Regions from separate parts of the Canis lupus genome. Here region 1 is linked to region 2. Evidence: chromatin contacts called from public Hi-C data. All regions are on one chromosome and are shown on one strand. Each heading gives the region's core, a stretch centred on a gene start, on an enhancer-like site or on the middle of the called end of the contact. The rest is flanking DNA. Distances are from core to core; before and after follow the strand shown.

Region 1 (6,962 bases), core at 845-3,344, 140 kb before region 2:
ATTAATCACTATTTAAGATTATCTTTTGGTGGGGGGGGCACCTGGCTGGCTTGGTTGGTTAAGCATCTGCTTAGGTCATGATCCCAGGGTCCTGGGATTGAGCCCCACTTCCAGCTCCCTACTCAGTGAGGAGCCTGCTTCTCCCTCTCCCTCTGCCATGCCCCCATGCTCTCTCAAAGAAATAAAATCTTTTTTAAAAAAAAAAAAAGATTATTATTTTTTTTTAAAGATTGTAAGTAATCTCCACACTTAACATGGGGCTCGAACTCACAATCCTGAAATCAAGAGCTGCATACCCTACCAACCAAGCCAGCCAGGCACTCCTAAGATTATCTTTTTTAAAAGTAGGGTTTTTGGGGGCAGCCCGGGTGGCTCAGCAGTTTAGCGCCGCCTTCAGTCCAGGGCATGATCCTGGAGATCATGGAGACCGGGGATCGAGTCCCACATCAGGCTCCCTGCATGGAGCCTGCTTCTCCCTCTGCCTGTGTCTCTGCCTCTCTGTCTCTCTGTCTCTCTCTCTCTGTCTCTCATGAATAAATAAATAAAATATTTTAAAAAGTGGGGTTTTTTGTTTCTTCTAAAAAATATGAGGAAGGATCTGTGTCTTATCATCACTGTATCTTTGGGGTACCAAATGGTGCCAAGCATACAATTTACTAAGTATAGAATAAATGCATTTTAGAGAAAACAAAAACTTGTATATCTTTGTGAAAGCTGGAAGGAACATTGAAGAGCACAGCCCTATTCTCTCATTTGACAGCTGGGGAAATTGAAGTTCTGAGAGCTGAAATGATATACCAAAACCATACAAGTGAGTTAGTGACAAATGTGTCACTCTTGGAGCACCCGGGTGGCTCAATAGGTTGGCATCCCCCTCTTTTTTCTGCTCAGGTCATGATCTCAGGATTGGTTGTGAGGTGGACCCTGTGTCAAGCTCCCCACTCAGCAGGATTCTGCTTGAGATTCTTCACTCCCCACACCCCCCAACAAATCTTTAAAAAAATAGTGTCACTCTCTACTTTTCCCAGGGCTTTCACATACATCACCTTATTTACCTTCACTTCATTTTTATTTTCGTGCAATGGTAGGGTCCTTGGGCAATGGCGAGGTTGCCAAAACGTTCTGGGGGGCCAAAGAGAGACAGTGGACGAGTGACCTCTGCCTACATCTGTAGGAGGGACACATAGGAGCTGTAACTGGACACCTTACCTGTGTTCAAAGCAAAGACTCTCCAAGACCTACGTTTTTCTCTGGGGACTTTACTGATGGAGCCCCCTAACCCCCTCCTCCCCTCGCCTTGGGGCACAGGGCAAGGTTGTTTCCCTGGTAGCCATCTAGTATTGGAGTCACGCGACTGATCAATGCCCTGCAATTAAACTGCTGGGTGATCGTGGGCAGCAGTAAGTTACCTGGTCCCTCTGGTCACCTCTCCTCCATCTGTAAAATGGGTAGATAACGTGGGCTAGGATTTCTAAGGTTCTGGGAGGTTCATCCTCTGATCCATTTAGTCGGTAGCTGTGCCAGCTAGTTTTGGATACTGTTAAGAATTGACTCCGGAAACCTTTCAAACTTGGGAATGAATGAATGAAACTGCTGGAGGAGTGAAGGTACTGGAGACGCCAAACTGCTGGGAGAACTAAGGTTTGCAGGTCCTAACGGGAGGTCGAGGGGTCAGAGGTCGGGTTCCGGTCAGACCCGAGAAGAACCGGAAGTCCCAGATCCGGTCCACTCTGAGCCCGGGCCTCCAGCCGCGTGACTACACCTCCCGGGGCGGAGCTTCAGCGCGGCGAGAGGGCGGAGTTTGGGGCCTCCCAATGGCAGCGCGGGTGTCCTCCCAGCGCAGCCAATCGACGCAGGAAGACGGTACAATTTAAACCCCCTCCCACCTCCCCCGCCGGGACCTGCCCTAAAGCGCTTGTAGAAAGTGCGGCCGCTTGCCCCGCCCCCGCCAGGGAGGCGGGAAGGAGGGCGGGCTTTCCCTGCCGAGCTCGCCTATCAGCGCGGGTAGCGTGGGGAGAGGCGGGCAGCCGCGCCAATCAGGGAAGCAGCCTGAGCGCCGCGGAGCAGTTGGCTACAGTTGTTGCAACTTTTTTCGAAAGCTGCGTTTCCCGGGAGATCCTAGGCGGTGACAGAGCCGGGCCATGGCTAGAGGTATTTGCCCAGGTGGTCGGCGCTGGGGCGGCCGAGGTGATGGGTCGCGCTGGAGGGGTGGCGGGGTGGCGGGAGCGGGAGCGGCAGCGGGGAGGCTCCCTACTGCTCCGACGGAGCGCGGAGACTGCGCGGGGGGCGGGGGGGCGGGGGGGGGGTTGCGGAACCTTCCCCGACCCACCCCCACGAGTCTCCAGGAATCCCATGCCTTGGCTTCCCCTTTCTAAAGTGCGGGCACCCGCTGGCCTGCCTCTCCAGGGACGGCGGATCCATATGTCAAAGCTCTTCGGAAACTAAGGCGCAGGGCACCTCCAGGGAATGGTTGTTATTGATACGAGGAGGTGGGGAGGGCGAGGTTTCGCCCGTTTCGGGGCGCTCTCAAGCTGGGAAAGGAGGTGAGTCCGAGGCCAGGGCGCAGATGGATAACCTCCACTGTGGGGAGCGCGTCGGAGTGGACACCGCAGCAGGCGCCTTTCCTCTCCACGCCCTGAGTCAGCTCTGCGCCGCCGGGGCGACGACCGGGCCCCGCTGGCCTGCTTTGGGGTGAGAGGAGTTGCATGGCTCCACCCGGGGCGGCCCTTAGTCCTGCAGCTGCTCAGGACTCCTGCCCACGGGGGTGGCTTGGGTGGGATTGCCCAGCCGCGGGAAGCATGTCCCTGCGTTGAGTTCTGTACACACTTAGTTTGCTGTCAAGACAGTAAGCCCCACGTTATGCGGCAAAGCGATCTCCAACCGCTGGTCGTTTCCTAACGCTGTGTCTCCGTGCAAAAACTTTGAGCATGATGGTCGAGTAGAATTATTATTTTAGAAATATGAGTTCAGGTTTGACACTTTTTTCCAAATCCCAAGCAGTACAGGTTAGTAGGAATTTGCCCTAATGCAGTATGCTCCGTGTAGCAATAATAATGAATACAAAAAAGGATTCATTCAGCAAATATTTATTGGGAACCTTTGTTTTCAGGCCCTGCACCCAGTTGCATCCTTTATTATCCTGCAGTCTTTTTAGGGTCTTTTGGAACAACCCAAGATTCTGATTAAGAAATGAGGCAAGATGAACTTCAAGTTAATGAGCTTTATACTCCAACCCACAGAGAAAGTTAAGACAAAGATACTGTTTTCAGAAAAGTGTTAAGCATCTAAAAGTATATTTAATAGTATCCGACAAATCTTAATAAATCTGTGCTTCCCTGGTTCACTTTTCCAGTTAGAGCAAATCATTCAAGCTGTTTCAACAGTAGTGCCTTAAAAAAAAGATAGCTTGTTTTAATTAATCAAAACTAAGCAATTTGCCATTGAAAGATTTAAATACTTAATATAGGCAAATAATAATTACCATTGAGGGCCAGGCAGTTATTATCTCAGTTAATCTTTACAAATTGTTATATCCATTTTTCAGAGGTGGAAGTTTGAAGTGCAAAGTCACTGTCTAGACTCCGGCCATGCTGTGCCTTTGCTTGTTCCCCTCTATCTCCCTTAGCCGAAGTGAAGACAAGTGTTCCCAGGTCTCGCCATGGCAGGCTTACAAATCACCTTTGTAATTTATTGGTTAGTGATTCTCACTATCTCTCCTGACCTGCAAATCAGCAGTTACTTATTCCTTAAGGCCTTGTTACTCTTGTAGATTATTAAATGGGTAGTATAAATATCAAATCATTTGTAATACTTCAAATGAAAGGTCAGTCTTTTTCTTCTAGAAAAGCTGCCTTTGTTGAAAACTTGTAGTTCACGTTGAGAACCCTGCTGGGTCACACAAACAAAATGTGCAGATACTAGGCAACTCCTGTCTGGTTTTGAAGTTTTACAATCATGCAAATATTTTCAGCCTTAAGTATATTCCTTTGAGGAGGATTATCTCCTTTTTTTCCATTTCTGCTGCCATGGCCAGATGGCCTCCTAATTGGTCCCCTCTTTCCATTTTTTTTTTTTGAAAAAAAAATTTTTTTAAAGATTTTATTTATTCACGAGAGACACAGATAAAGAGGCAGAGACACAGGCAGAGGGAGAAGCAGGCTCCATGCAGGGAGCCCGATGCGGTACTGGATCCCAGGACCCTGGGATCACGTCCTGAGCCAGAGGCAGACACTCAACCACTGAGCCACCCAGGCGTCCCTCCTTTTTTACACTTTTACCATTTCCAATTTACTAACTCTCAGCTGCTAGAGTGGTCCCCAAGAACATGGATTTTTGTCGTGTGACCACTCCTCCTCCCTTCCTCACTGTTCTTAGATCAAATCCACACTCCTCACCATGGCCTGTATGGCCCTGCCTCCCCCTCTGGCCTCCATGTCCTCCATCAGTCTTTGTGTACACTGTTGTGTCCTTAGCAAGGGCCTGGAAAGAAGTAGGTATTCAATAAATGTTTGTGGAATGAATGAATTGCTATTTTTGTGTCTGAGTTTAAGGGAAGCAATATACATTCTTTATGATAAAGTACTCTCATATAACAGCACTGGCTTCAGATCTCAGCTCTATTACCACTTTCGTCATGTAATCCTTAGTCAGGTGATTCCTTGAGCCTCAATTTCTACATTTGTGAAATAGAAATAGTACCTTCTCATAAAGGGTTGGGAAGGTTAAATTAAATAGTGTACAATTATAGGGCTTAATACAGAAACACTGAATAACTTAGCTATGCATATCATTCCAGTTGAATTCTATTTCTAGGAGATCCTGGACAACATTAAGAGTTTTTATTTATGCCTACAGGTATATTTGTCATATGTACATGAACACCTCAGAGACAGGAAAGACTGTTTTGAAGCTTACACTGAATGATTTGTATTATATCTTCTAATACCAGAGCTGCAGAGTTGAGGAATGGGTGCTAGACTTGGATCTTAATGTATGTACCCTCTGCATTGGAGGGCCGCAGTAGAGAAAGCTGTGGCCCTGAGCATGTGTGCGTAGGTGGGGTTGGGGGTGGGAGGATGTTGAAATAGTATGTGAAGTAGACAAGATGATCTGAGAGGCTGCTTCCTGTTCTCAAACCACGATTCCCATGATAGTTTGGTGACAAACTGCAAGCCCTCTCTGCCCTGGAGATGTAACACACAGTTTCAAATGGCTTGACCTGGGTGTCAGAGTGTCACTTTAGAATTCTCTTTCACTCTCTGCATAGTCTCTTGGGTATTCAAGTGGGCAGAGTATCCCACCCTACTGGAGTTAAGGTTGGGGTGGGGACTGCAAGGGGTATTGGGGGAGGGGTGTAGGGAGGAGGTGCTCCCTAGCCCCGCCCGGGATGCTAAAGATGAGCTGATTTGGAAGACATCATTCTGAGCCTATTCCTGCCATTTAATCCTACTTAGTCTTCTCCCTGGGGAGGTAGCAACTTTATGTGACAACTGTTTCTCTGTGGGTGTTGGAAGGTGCCCTGGGTGGGTTAAGGAATTCAGGATTCTGGGTTTCTTTCTTTTTTTTTTTTTTTAATTTTTATTTATTTATGATAGTAACAGAGGGAGAGAGAGAGAGAGGCAGAGACACAGGCAGAGGGAGAAGCAGGCTCCATGCACCGGGAGCCCGACGCGGGATTCGATCCGGGGTCTCCAGGATCGCGCCCTGGGCCAAAGGCAGGCGCCAAACTGCGGCGCCACCCAGGGATCCCGGATTCTGGGTTTCTATCCACAAGGACGTTGAGGCCTACTCCAGGGAAGTGACTTGGCCATGGTCATAAAGCACCTCTGGGACAAATTCAGGGAGAGAAACCCAATGTTTGCCTCCCAGGCCATGACACAAGCTGTAGGAGCTAGATGCCCTGAGATGTCTTGTTTGCATCTATGACTTAGCACAAATACAGTGACTCTTGGCTGTGGGCCCTCAAACTCTAATGGCTTCAACACAGTGGTGCAGGGCAGTGAGCTCTGCCAACACTAGACACAGGACTGGCTGGAACCCCTGCCTTCCTAGGATATCTTCTCATGGGGATGGACAGAAGAACCAGGTGACTTGCTAAATGGCTTCTGCCACAGCATTTGTCCCTCCCATTCTTGAATTTCCTCATCTGTGGCTGGGAGTGCAGGCTCTGGGTCATTTGGCCTGGAAATCCATTCTTAGTTCTGAGAATTTGGCCAAAGCTCCTCGCTTCCCTGATGTCCGTTTCCTCATCTGTGGTGTATACCTTTACAGGGCTGTTGTGAGGTCTGGATGAGATCAGGTACGCCGGGAAGCACCCCACCAGCTTAACATGATAACCACTGGCTCTCTCTCCCCGGGGCAGGTGCAGACCGCCCGAGTTTGACACTTGATCCCATCGCTTTCTAGTTGTGCGGCCTTCGGCAAGCGTCTGCACCTCCCTCGAGCCCCCGTGTCCCCATTTTTAACGGGTTTGCCACAGGACCTGTCCCCCGGGGACTTGCGGGGACGCCTAAATGGCCACAAGACGCTCAGGGAGCGCAGGCTCGGGCACACAGGACGACTCTCGCCTGCGGCGCTCACCGCCGCTGACAGCGCCTGGCACCGACCGGTCTCCCAAAATATCCGCGGAGCCAGCGAGAGAAGGAGCCCGGCCGGCGAGAGCCCGGCTGTCATCATCAGTCTCCCACCCCTTCCTCCCCGCGTGGCCGAGGGCGAGCGAGAGGGGGCGCGCCCGAGTCAGGATCCGGCGCGGCCGCGCGGCCCGCCCACCTCCTGCCTCCCTCCCGAGGCGCCTCGCAGCGCCGCCCCTGCCAGCCCCCTCCCCGGGCCGGGCGCCGGACGGTGGGCGGCGGCGGCGGCGGCGGCGGCGAGCGGGCGGGCCGCGGAGGACGCGCCGCCAGCGCCTCCCTCCCTGCGTCCTCGGTCCCGGGCCGGCCGGGGCTGCCGCGGCGCGCGGGTGCCGG
Region 2 (6,661 bases), core at 4,086-6,585:
TTGTATGATTTCATTCCAAATCCATAGAGACAGAAAGTAGATTAGTGGTGGCTAGGGGCTGGGGACTATGGGGGATGAAGAGTGACTGCTAAAGGATACAAGGTTTCTTTCAGAGATGTTGAAATGTTTTGGGATTAGATAGAGGTAATGGTTGAACAACTCTGTGAATAATGCTAACAATCACTGAGCAGTACATTTGAAAAGGGTGATTTTGCTCTTTTCCTCCCTGGCTGCATGTAGCTTGGCCTCCATCATGAATGTCACAGTAACTACCCAGACCAAGAATCATGACCAACCTATTACTTCAGCGGAAATAAGTGGTCATTGGTGTTCTTCACCCTGGAAAGACAACAGTACCTAAGACAGAAATTCTGGCGAAAACTAGCCAAAATGTATAAGACCATATGGATGTCATCTTCGTATTTGGATTCAGAACCAATTTTGGTGGTGGTGTTGCTGGATCGAGAGAGGTGGTCAAGAAAGAATTCTTGAGACGTTTTATGGTGCAGTTTAGTAACTTTATTTAAGCATCAGGATGACGGGACCTGGGGACAGAAAAAGCTGCCCTTTTGCTGTTTGGAGCTGGTGGTTATATGCTTAGTGCATGGGGTGGGAAGATGTGGAGAGGATTAGGTCATAGATGTCTTCTTTGAATTTCTACTAAAAAACTACTTTTGCAAGAGTTCTCTGGTGCTTATCATTCAGTTTGATATGAACTGTCCCTAAGAGGTCCAGGCAATCATGAGACCCTGTAAGAATGTAGAAACCAGTACTTATTTGATCCTTATCGAAACCATGCAGGCTTACAGGTCAGCCTTCTGGGCTGAAGGTGAACATTTTTCTGCTTCTCTCTTATCAGTGGCAAGACAACTGGCTTTGGCATGATTTATGACTGCTTGGATTATGCAAAGAAAAATGGACCCCAACATAGACTTGTAAGACATGGTCTGTATGAGGAGAAAAAGACCACAAGAAAACAGTGAAAGGAACATGAGAACAGAAAGAGAGTTAAGGGGACTGCAAAAGCCAGTGTTGGTGCTGGCAGTGAGCTGGAGATCGGACAGCAGGAGGAGTAAAGACTGCAGTGACTATCTGTGGTGATTGTGCAGATTTTTCGTGAGAGGAGTAACTAAGAACTGTTCTGGGGGAAAGGGTGGTTTCATGGTATGTGAATTAAATATCAGTAAATCTGGAAAGAAGGAAAGAAGGAAGGGAGGGAGGAAGGGAGGGAGGGAGGAAAGAGGGAAGGAAAGACCTGATTTTGTTTTTTTAATTACATCTCACTGACTACCAGTAACCACCTGGTAGGTTCTGGGCTAGACCCCAGTGGAGAGATTCATTCATCATCCTACAATTATTAAGTACCCACTATGTGCCATCTTGCTGTGTTGAATGTATTCAAGGACAGCATGGCACATAAGCATATGCCAGTCTGTGCTGAGGAAAGTGTACATTTACTTTGGGTGACCTGGAAAGTCTAGAGAGCCTGTCTTCAGATATTGAAATAATGTTGAAAGATGCTTGATGAGTCATTTATGGGACTGGTGCTATAAAGAAAAACCTGGATGAAAAATGAACTATGCCAAGCATTTGACAATAATTATTTTAACGTCCTGTGATTAGAGTTACTTTAGTCTCTTTTCCAATTTTTAGATAGCATAGTTAATTACTTTTTTAAAAAAGGTTTTATTTATTTATTCATGAGAGACACACACAGAGAGGCAGAGGCATAGGAAGAGAAAGGAGAAGCAGGCTCCATGCAGAGAGCCTGATATGGAACCTGATCCCGGGACTCCGGAATCATGCCCTGAGCCAAAGGCAGATGCTCAACCGCTGAGCCACCCAGGGATCCCGTTAATTACTTTTATAATAGAAAAAAAATTCCAGATGACTTCTGGATGCATTTTTTTGTTTGGCCACCACTGTGTTTTCAAACATTGGAGTTAACTCTATCTAGATATGTATCTATGCTCCAATTTGCCACAGTCCTTCCCACTCCCTATTTCCTCCAGCTGATGCCATCTCTCATTCACATAAAACTGCCTGATCCCTAAAGTTATTTTTAAAAAGATTTTATTTATTTATTCATGAGAGACACAGAGAGAGAGAGAGAAAGAGAGAGAGAGACAGAGACACGGGCAGAGGGAGAAGCAGGCTCCATGCAGGGAGCCTGATGTGGGACTTGATCCCCGGACTCCAGGATCACGCCCTGGGCCGATGGCAGGCGCTAAACTGCTGAGCCACCCAGGGATCCTCTCTAAAGGCATTTGAATTTGGGTCCCCTGATTTATATAATAAAATACCCACAATTAAAAAAAAAATACCCACAATCTACAATTCATTATGGTTCACCAAGATGATAAATGTTCACATTTTAAGTCCCTGATACATGGATTTAGAATACTTAATCAAGGGATCCCTGGGTGGTGCAGCGGTTTGGTGCCTGCCTTTGGCCCAGGGCGCGATCCTGGAGACCCGGGATCGAATCCCACGTCAGGCTCCCGGTGCATGGAGCCTGCTTCTCCCTCTGCCTGTGTCTCTGCCTCTCTCTCTCTCTCTGTGTGTGACTATCATAAATAAATAAAATTAAAAAAAAAAAGAATACTTAATCAATATGAAAATGGAAGTTAACATTTGATTTTTGGTTAAAAACAGAATTGCTCTTTGCACTTTTCTATGAGGTTCAGTGGCTTGGGAAGTCAAAAAGGCTGTTTCCATCAGATTAATTCAGTTTATAGGAAGCTATTGTAGGTATTATAATCAGAAAGAAATTTAACACAGGGAAATGGAAGCATAGAGTAGGTTAGTGAGGCTGGAGAAACAGGCTCATGGATCTTAGAATAACACTACAGAACTGACCTGTCAGGAGAAGCAGGGCCTTTGCCAAAGTCTGGAGAATGGAGAATCAGGGGACTATTACTGGAACAATTGAGTTCAGTAACACACTGTCATAGCAAGGAGGCTTCCATCGTTGTAGCAGCACCGGTTTCTTGACACCTGAAGCGGGAAACTGGATTTTGGGCCAAGACTGCCCCCTATTGCCTGTAGGTCTTTCAAGAAATAATTCCTCAGAGAACAAAACAAAACAAAACACCAAAACAAAATTTAAAAAAGAAAAAAAGAAGAAGAAAAAAGGAAATAATCTTTCACATTTGCACAGCACCTTCACAGACATGGTGTCATTTCATCCTCATGGTAACAAGCAAGGCATGAGGTGTCACCCCCTCTTTACAGGTGAGGAGACTGAAGCTCCAAGTTGATGGAACATAATTAAGGACACACAGCTATGTGTAAAGCCCGAGTAACCACTCAGGTCTCCTCATCCCCAGGCCAGGACAATGAGCTCAACTAATATGTGATGAATGAGGTCTTTTGTGGCCCTGTGGTGGGCTCCAAGAGAATGACATATATATGTCAAGGCTGGTGGCTCACGAGTGTTGCAGACTGGTAAATAACTGTAACTGTTGCACAAATCTGCCTGGAAAGCACAGAGGATGGGGAGATAGTGTTTGGCAGAGGTATATTTAGGGACGTTCTAGAGAAGAAAAGAGGTGACATTTGAGTTGAGTTTTGAGGTCTGAGTAGAAGCATGTCTGGAAACAAAGTGCAAAAAATCGTCCTAGCTGGAGGCAGGAGGTAAGTGGGCCTGATGTGGCAGCAGCACTTTAGGGGAACTGAGAGAATTCTAGCTTTGGAGGATTTGAACAAGGTAAAAAAATATTTTTGTAGTTGGAAGTATTAATATAAATACAGCAAAATTAGTTTCCTTAGTCTTATGTATATATTCTTCTTGATTTAAAAAAATAATAAGTAAGCACTAGGTGAAGATATAAAACTTTTCCAATATCCCAGGAGGTTCCCTTGTGCCCCTTCCTGGTCTACACCCACCTCCAACCTTCCCCATAGGTTTCTGTGGGATGAGGGTGTTTCCCAAGTGATGAGTGCTTTCCTGCTCAATACCTTAGCCAGGTAACCAGTACTGGATGGCAGGCAGGCAATTCATCCCATGGCCAGAGAATGGAGAAGTCGGGTTCATGCTCTGAAGGCATTTTCTTTTCCCATTAGAACTCATGGTCAGGGGTTCTGGGGTTAGGGTGGAAGGAGCTGGCGTGCAGATTGGTGGGGAGGTTTTTCCCAGAAGGGACAGGAGGCTTCTCTGATTCACAGACTCCTCTGATTCAGCTCCTTAAATGCGTAGTGGGATGGATGTGTCAGCAAGCTGGTAGGTGTGTTTTTTAAACTAGATTGAGGGGCTCCTGGCTGGCTCAGTCCATGGAGCACCCAACTCTTGATCTCAGGGTTATGAATCCCAGCTTCACGTCAGGTGTAGAGTTTACCTAAAAAAATAACATCTTAAAAAAACACAAATCAACAAAACAGCTAGATGGTAATGATCTGGAAGGTTAACAGGCATCTCAACTGGATCAAACCGATGGAAAACTGGGTAACTGGAGGCCTGTTTGATGCTGGTTAGGGAGTTCCTGGTGACAGGTGGAGGCCAACAGAAAATCTCAAAGCTCTTGGCGTGAGCCCTGTCTCCTTTTACTTCAGATTTTTAAAAAAAAAATATTTGTTTATTCATGAGAGACACACAGAGAGAGGCAGAGACACAGGCGGAGGGAGAAGCAGGCTTCCTGCGTGGAGCCCAATGTGGGACTCGATCCCGGGACCCCGGGGTCACGACCTGGGCGGAAGGCAGACGCTCAACCACGGAGCCACCAAGATGCCCCTACTTCTTCTTTTTCTTTTTAAAGACTTATTCATTTATTTGAGAGAGAGAGAACAGGTGGGGGGTAGGGCAGAGGCTGAGACTGTGCGTGGAGCCCCACAGACCGGATCTCAGCATCCTGCGGTCCCCACCTGAGGCCAAATCAAGAGTCCCACCTAACTGGCTGAGCCACCCAGGCACCTCTCCCCTTCTACTTCTCACTCCTATTGCTGCGTCCAGATCTTTCGCCATGTCTTTGGACAATCTTAGGGAGATGCACTACGGGGAGGAGGCTTCCAGACACTGTCGCTTTTTAGTACCGTCCACGTGAAATGTTACGTTGCGCGGGAAAGAGGAGAGAGGTGGGAGCAACGATGTTTGGTCCTTCGGAGCCACCGTCGGGCTCCGGTTGGGCGGAGCCGCCATGTCCCTCGGCGGCCGCCGTGCGTCCGTTACGTGGCAGCTGCCGGCGCCCGCCAATCCCCGGCGCCCGCATCAGCCCCCTCGGGTGGCGCAGCCGGAAGGGGCGGAGCTGAGGCGGCGGCGGCTGAGGAGGCAGCGGTGGCGGCGGCGGCAGCGGCGGCGGCTCTGGAGGCCGCGTTCCCGGTCCTGGCTTCGGCCCCTGCCCCACCATGGTGACGCTCGCCGAGCTGCTGGTGCTCCTGGCCGCTCTTCTGGCCACGGCCTCCGGCTACTTCGTCAGCATCGACGCGCATGCCGAGGAGTGCTTTTTCGAGCGGGTCACCTCGGGCACTAAGATGGGCCTCATCTTCGAGGTGGCCGAGGGCGGCTTCCTGGACATCGACGTGGAGGTGCGGGCACGCTGCCCCGGCCTGAGGCGTGCTCGCAGGGCCGGTCGGGGGTTGGCGGTGCTGGGTCCCCGCGGGGCCTGCCGGGGCGCGGGCCGTGGAGGCCGCTGTCCGAGTGCCGGGAGGGGCCCAGGCCGCCGCCTGGCCCCCGCCCGGGCGACCCCCTGACGGGCTTTTTCTCCCGCGGCCGCCCGGCTTCCGTGCCCCGGATCCCCTCCGGTGCGGCGCCGTTGCTTAGTCGCTTGGGTTCTCGGCTTGAACCGCGGGCACCCCGTGGAAGCCGTCGCCGAGCTTTGTCGGCCAGGCGCCGCGTGTCAGCTCCGGGCCCACAGGGCACTTAGATGCTGAGGTTAGCCGAGGGCAGGTCCCCGTTGCGTCTTCAGCTGCACTCCGTGTTGTTTCAGATTAATGTTGGGGCATGACGTGGAAACTTCAGGGAAAAAGTAAAACGAAAGCTACCGAAGAAGGCTGGGCGGATATTTGCGTTGTGTTTTTTAAAATGTTTTCATAGAAAGAGCCTGAGCGTTTAACCTATTTTTGTGCGAACCTCTAGATAGCTCCGTGAGCCATCTCTGACGAGGGGGAAGGTGGAGTCGGGCCATTCGATTTAGGGGTAATGACTGCAGGTGGATTTGTGGAGAAGACAAATTATTTCAGGAACCCACAGTCCCTAAATTTGCTCCTCTAGTTTTATTTTAAATTAAGAGAATGATTCGCTTTTATTTTTTATTTTTTTTTAGGAAACCAAATGTAACTAATACTTTAATTCACTTTTAACATGATCGTTGGACAGTGAACTGCTGTTGGCACAAATTATACAGTATAACAGAGTTGGGCACAAATTATACAGTACAAGTGAGTCCAAAGATAAGGGGATAATGGAAGGAATGACTGGTAAAATTAGTTAAGGCTTTAGAGATGAACTATTTCAGTCTCCCAAGTTTTGCAGGTTTGACAGGCTTTCTAAGAGGAACTAAGTTGACCAAGGCCTAATAGCTGATTGTTAGCCCATGGATGAGAACACAGGTCTGTTGGTTTTCAGGCTAGCCTTTTTTTGTCAAGTCTACTGGCATCTCAGATAAAGTAGATTCTTTCACTGGTTTGCAGCAATCAATTAGGAAAACCTGAAAGTGTAGCTTGCTCA

Evidence for each region. A called contact is a pair of places that touch in the nucleus more often than the background predicts.
Region 1: a contact with region 2 is called in a Hi-C map of blood, with 3 times the contacts expected there. The contact joins the promoter of KMT5A here to the promoter of TMED2 in region 2. A contact is called at or near these places in 3 of 9 Hi-C or Micro-C datasets (blood and liver).

The regions. Positions count from the first base shown.
Region 1 is chr26:6,414,280-6,421,241 of UU_Cfam_GSD_1.0, reverse strand. It overlaps KMT5A (N-lysine methyltransferase KMT5A), which reads left to right and starts at 2,094. Exons shown (of 7, transcript XM_038574831.1): 1 at 2,094-2,151. The coding sequence starts at 2,142.
Region 2 is chr26:6,275,206-6,281,866 of UU_Cfam_GSD_1.0, reverse strand. It overlaps TMED2 (transmembrane emp24 domain-containing protein 2), which reads left to right and starts at 5,335. Exons shown (of 5, transcript XM_038574820.1): 1 at 5,335-5,520. The coding sequence starts at 5,341.